2 separate regions of the Mus musculus genome follow, and region 2 is linked to region 1. A link is a contact called in public promoter capture Hi-C data. All regions are on one chromosome and are shown on one strand. The core of a region is the stretch at or near the end of the contact, and the rest is flanking DNA. Distances in the headings are between cores, read along the strand shown. Region 1 holds the start of Spdef (SAM pointed domain containing ets transcription factor). Region 2 overlaps Ilrun (inflammation and lipid regulator with UBA-like and NBR1-like domains).

Evidence for each region. Promoter capture Hi-C pulls out the DNA fragments that hold promoters and counts their contacts.
Region 2: a contact with region 1 is called in a promoter capture Hi-C map of epiblast stem cells, with 3 times the contacts expected there. The contact joins the enhancer-like site here to the promoter of Spdef in region 1. A contact is called at or near these places in 9 of 39 promoter capture datasets (Sertoli cells, embryonic stem cells, epiblast stem cells and 4 more), 8 of 484 Hi-C or Micro-C datasets (CD4 T cells, the N1E-115 cell line, cerebellum and 4 more), 5 of 115 datasets of contacts at active chromatin or transcription factors (cardiomyocytes, embryonic fibroblasts, embryonic stem cells and 2 more) and 1 of 9 other capture datasets (adipose tissue).

What each region holds. Positions count from the first base shown.
Region 1 is chr17:27,727,461-27,730,384 of GRCm38.p6, forward strand. It overlaps Spdef (SAM pointed domain containing ets transcription factor), which reads right to left and starts at 1,491. Exons shown (of 6, transcript NM_013891.4): 1 at 1,093-1,491.
Region 2 is chr17:27,760,458-27,763,381 of GRCm38.p6, forward strand. The region is part of intron 4 of Ilrun (inflammation and lipid regulator with UBA-like and NBR1-like domains); the gene reads right to left. Among named protein-coding and RNA genes, the nearest start is that of Spdef, 33 kb to the left of the region's middle. Within about 2 kb of position 1,409, at least 38 of the 459 cell types and tissues checked have an H3K27ac peak or open chromatin away from gene starts, as enhancers often do. A contact at or near this core is called in cerebellum and epiblast stem cells, where this site is marked.

The sequences.
Region 1 (2,924 bases), core at 241-2,740:
CATGGACCATGAGACTAAGTGCTGGGCCTCAAACACCTCAGAGACACACAACCTGTCTCAAAGGCCAGCCACTATGGCATATACCTTTAATCCCAGCAACCAAGACAGAGTCAGGCAGATCTGTGAGCTGGAGACTAGCCTGGTTTACATAATGAGCTAGAGGCCAGTCTGGTCTACATAGTGAATAAGACCATCCTCTGAATAAACACCCCCCCCAAAATAAAATAAAAATAGACAAAAGAAGAGAACTGAGTGCCTCATGACACCACCCCATACATATGCACACACATATATACATACACACATATATACACACATATACACAAGAACACATGTACACACACATACACACATATACACATACAAACACACACATACACACATACATACACATACATACATTCACACACATTCACACACATACACATTCATGCATACACACACATACACACATTCACACACATACACACATTCACACACACACATACACACACACATTCACACACACATGGTTTTCTTTGTGTGTCCAGACAAAAGATATGGCCCCTCTTGCTTATCCAGTGCCTATGTTTACTCTGTGGTGCCCCCCCTCCAGACTGCTAGTCTGTGCTACCCTGCTCTGCCACTTTCCTGGGCTCTCCACCTGTCTCTCTTGCTTTTGTCCATGTCGTGAGCCTCTGTCTGTCCATGGAGGCCAAGCCAGAAGACACTTGCTCCTTCCCTCTGGCAGAGCAGCCCAGGTGGCAGTGGCCTGTGGTCTGCCTGGGTTTCACCTTCAGGGCAGAGCTGACCCGGCCCCAGGGGAGCTAGCTAGACATCCACATGGCTATTTTCCCCTCAACCTGTGTAGGAGGGGCTCTGTGCCAGGCCCATGGACATGGGGCCCCCAGAAAGAAGGGGTGTCCCATAGGCTCTGGATCTGACCCAACAAGGGATCTGGCAGCATATGGAAAGAACAGGACTCAAGTGTCAGAGTTCCTGGTGTCGGGAACACAAGCTTGCAAAGCACGTCTCCACTCTGTGTCAGCCACCAGCCTCCCACAGGTGACAGGGAACCCCACGGAAGGGCGTGCTGGCTCCTACCACACTCACCCGTTAGCCGCCTGCTGTCAGAAGAGTCGTCCGTCCTCGGCAGAGCCAACCTCAGGGACCAGGAGGAGGCAGTGGGCAGGCAGCTCAGGGTCACTGCTGGGTCTCAGTCAGACATCAGTGGGGCCAGCAGGGCTGGGGACAGAGGTGGCTCTTAGGTGGGCCACCAGGGCCTCTTGCCCCTTGAGTGTGAGTCTGAGGCCTCAGGCCTGCAGGTCTATAGGCAGGCCCCTGTCAGAAGCTCAGGGCCACCTGCTGGCACCATGACAAGGCCCAAGCTGGGGGTTCTCACCGGGGCAGCAGCGGGCTGGGGTGCTAGGTGTGGGAGGCAGAGCGGACAGATGGACGGAAGGCAGAGGGACTGCAGGAATGTGCTGGAAGGAAGTCAGGGGTAAGATGCAGAGTTAGCCCGCCAGCTTTCCCATTATAAGTAATCCTTCCTTATTTACCTGAACAAATACGCTCCTTCCCTGCCTACCTCAGACCGCAGGCAGCTCCTGGTTAACCCTTGAGGGCCTTGCCTCCTGAGGGAAGGAGGATTCGGGCCCTCCCTCCTTTAAATGACCATTGCCAGCACGCTCATAAGGCATAAAGAACACGTCAGTGAGACCAGGATCTGGACTCAGAGGGATCATCCCAGGACGGGACCAAATTAGCAGTAGCAGTGACAGTTCAGGGCCACTCGCTCCTTTGGAGATCAAGACAGGCCAAGGGAGTCAGTGAGGCTTCCTGGAGGTGGTGCAGGGCAATCAGTGAGGGCTTCCTGGAGGTGGTGCAGGGGAATCAGTGAGGGCTTCCTGGAGGTGGTGCAGGGGAATCAGTGAGGGCTTCCTGGAGGTGGTGCAGGGGAATCAGTGAGGGCTTCCTGGAGGTGGTGCAGGGGAATCAGTGAGGGCTTCCTGGAGGTGGTGCAGGGGAATCAGTGAAGACTTCCTGGAGGTGGCATTGTCCATTGGCCCAGGTCCCCAGGCTCCTTCACGTACTCAGGAAGCAACAAACAGAATGCTCTGGCTTCTTCTCAGGTCCCAGAGCAGAGCTGAATGCACCCTGACATAATCACCCCCGAATGCAGCTCTCGTCCTGTCAGCTGAATCACGGGGGGGTCTCACCATGGAGTCTGGGATGGCCCAGAAGGCATAGAGCCCCACTTGCCTCTGCCTTCCTAAGTGCTGGGATTACAGACAGGTGTCACCACACCTGACTATCATAGGTTTTAAATTTTAAAAAGTATTTTAGTGTGTGTGTGTGTGTGTGTGTGTTTCAGAAGAGAAGGCATTGGATTCCCCTGGAAGTGGAATTATAGGCAGTTGTGAGCTGCCTTGTGGGTGCTGGGAACTGAACCTTGGTCCTCTGCAAGAGCAGCCAGAGCTCTTAACTGCTGAGTTCTCTCTCCAGCCCCCAAAGTGTTCACTGCAGCCTTCCAACTCCAAAAGTAATCACGTGACCTCCCATAGCATGGGCTTGGGGAAAGCCACCTGACATTCAGGGTTATCCTCTTACCTTGACCCACATTAATGTCTTCCCACAGCAGGCTGGGCTGACTACGCAGCCCAGGACACATCTGTTGCGTTCACTAGTCATTTGATGAAGAGTTTTCAGACTCAGCCTATGAGAAAGGCAGCAGAGATGCCGTGAGGCAGTAATTCAGTTTAGAAATGGCGGCAACTAACCACTTGATCCCTAGAACATTGGTCCTCCAAGGCCAGGAAGCAAAAGGCTTCTATGTTTCCCGTAACTCCTTAACCTTCCTGTCCCCTGCTCTACATTCTCTCTTGTCTCCACTCTCCCAGACAATGGTGTTCCCAGCTCAGTGCTCTGATACATTAGTACTCAGC
Region 2 (2,924 bases), core at 159-2,658, 33 kb after region 1:
AGGAGTCTCCCTCCACACCTGACACAAATGTACATACAGACCGTGTGCACAGGACAACCAATACCATTCATCAAAATGTGCTAGAAACACCCGACTCTAACTGGGTTCTGGCCACGGCCTACTATTAAGTGCCGTGGAAAGGTGGCAGGCACTGGTGACTACTGTATTATTCTCTGCAACTATGGAAGTCCTAGAGCAGGGATGGGATGGGGGGTGCTGAGAAGGACTGAAGTTTGATTCCAAGCCCGCCCATGGTGGCTCACAGACATCTCTAACCCAGGGCCTTGGCTGTCTCCCTTGGATTTTGGGTTGCTAGTGGTTGTCACCCAAACTCTTGTCCTGCCTCAGCTTCTAGGCCTGTGTGGCTTTAGATGGGTTTCTCTTGTAGGTGACAGGGTCTGTCTGCGTGGCCTCCCTGGCCTGGAACGTGCTGCATATCTCAGGCTGTCTGCCTGCTTCTGCCTCCTCAGAATTGGAGGTGTGAGCTACATAACAAGCCTTTGTCTTTCTTCTTAAAGGTTTTTCTTTGTGGGTGGGGGTGGGAAAAGGGTTAACTCTGCAGAGTTGGCTAGACGAGGCTGGCCTCCAGTTCAGAGATCCATCTACCTCTGCTGAGACTAAAGATCTGCAACCACGATGCCTGGCCGCCGCACATCCTTTTTTCTTTCCGTCCTTCCTTTTGGTTTGCTTGCTTGCTTGGCTGACTGGTTTGTAATTTCTATGTATGAGTTTTTGCCTGAGTTGGAGTCTATGCAAACTGCAGCAATGATGCTCTAGGTGTGTTTGAGAGCACAGCTTAGGCTCTGGACTTTCTTACACACACCAACAGCTTCGAGTCAGCCATCATCTAGAGAATGACAACCGCGATACAAGGTTAGACGCCATTCGTGTGACGCAACACTCAGACGTACAACTCTGATCCTATCCTATCCTTCTCTCTTAACCTTCCTATCTAGTGTGAGGCTGCTCTTCCCTCTATGGAACGCACGGCTCCTGACCCCACCCTTCTAACCTCTCTGTCTTTTCTCCTCACACCCCACATCCGTTGTGCGCTCTTGCTGAGGAGGCCTCTCTGCTTCCACTGCTCTCTGTTCTATGCAGGGCAGAGTGACCATGGCGTCCTTCACGACATCCCTAAAGCTTTGCCACCTGATTTCTGCCCTGACTTCACACTGTACTCAGCCTCGCCTCCCCTGCAGCACCCCCACCTTGTTCTCACTCCTTGAACCCACCAGGCACATCTCTACCTCGGGGCTTGAACTGGCTGTCTCTGAGCCTAGCATCCTACACAGCCTCTGTAGAACAGAGCCTGCCAAAATTAGCAGGCCGGCCGCTGAGACTGTCCCCACTCTATAGAGCATGCTCAGGAAAAAGTAGAGCCAGAGACTGCACCCTCTGCAGGACAATCAGGGAATGGAGGACAGCTGCTTCAGTGACTACAGAGACTGCACCCTCTGCAGGACAATTGGGGGACGGAAGACAGCTGCTTCTGTGACTTCAGGGACTATACAAGCTTTTGTCACAGTAGCAATTTCAATGCCAACAAAATCTGAACCCAGGAGATCAGAGACGTTCTTCAGGAATCTCCTCCCTCCCTGACGACGGAGAGAAAGCTTACCAGGCCAAGGTGTTTACTGGGGCAGGAGTAGCACCTGCCTGGCTCCTCCTCTAAAATGCTGAGGAGCCTGAACAGGGCAGTCATAAATCCCTAGAACTACTTGGTTACTAAGACTACCCAGGAGAGCTGCAGAGGGGCCCTTTCATGAAATCATTAGCCAGCTAGTGACACTAACTGTCTCTGGTAAACTGTCACACGCTGGGCCTACTTCAACTGGCCCTCCCCTGACTGCTCCTTATTACTATGCTAACCTTCCTTTTTGATATAGGGTCTCTCTCCCTATCTCTGGCTGTCCTTGAACCTTTACTCACACTCACACACACTCACACTCTCTCTATATATGTGTGTGTGTGTGTGTGTGTGTGTGTGTGTATAAAATCAGGTTGGTCTCGAACTCACAGAGATCTTCTTGCTTCTGCCTCCAGAGAGCTGGGATTAAAAGTGTACATCGCTATTCCAGGCTAGTACGTTAAATCTGTGGCTGCTTCAAAGCAGATAAGAAGATTTGAGTCGTGGCCGCTGTACCCACAGAGTAAAAGACCGGCTCAGCCCCAACAGTGCAGACAGCATGAGCACATTGTGGGTCACACCGACCCTTCCAGTGCTTCGTCCGAGATTAATGCTTGTATGCTTTAGCTAGCCCCAGGGTACACCAAAAGGCTCATCAGGTAAGACTGCTTACTGCCAACTGCAGGTTCATTTATGGGGCCCAAATGATTAAGATAGAACCAACTTTGCAGGGCTGACCTCTGACCTTCAGACAAGCACTATGGTGCATAAGTGCACATATACACATGTGCATGTTTGTATTTTCAAAAATGCTGGGCAGAGGCGCATGAGCGTGCGCGCACGTGGATGCACACACACGCACACACTCCCTCTCTCTGGTACACACACATTTGTATTCCTAAAAATACAGGGTAGAGGTGGGATTGTGGGCACGAAAGGCAGACGGCACTTGGCTGTGGCTATGGCAAAGTGGAAGGAGGAACGAGCAGAAGGCTGCAGAGACAATCACATGTTCTCCTTCTGAACCAGGGCTTGGCAGAAATACTAAGAGGCTCCGGCTGTGATCCAGTTTAAGGTGGAAGCACACAACAAACAGCAGCCTGCTTCTTCCCAGAGCTGAGACAAAATGGCCGTACTTGCCCTGGGGTTTAGCTTGCCTGGTGTATGTAAAAGGCTCTTTGCTGCAGACAGGAAGGACAGACAGCACCTGCTGCCCCACAGCCTCACACTTATTCCCACCTGTCCTGAATCACTTGGTCTTACTGTTCTGGAAGGTCTCAGAAAGCACACAGAGATG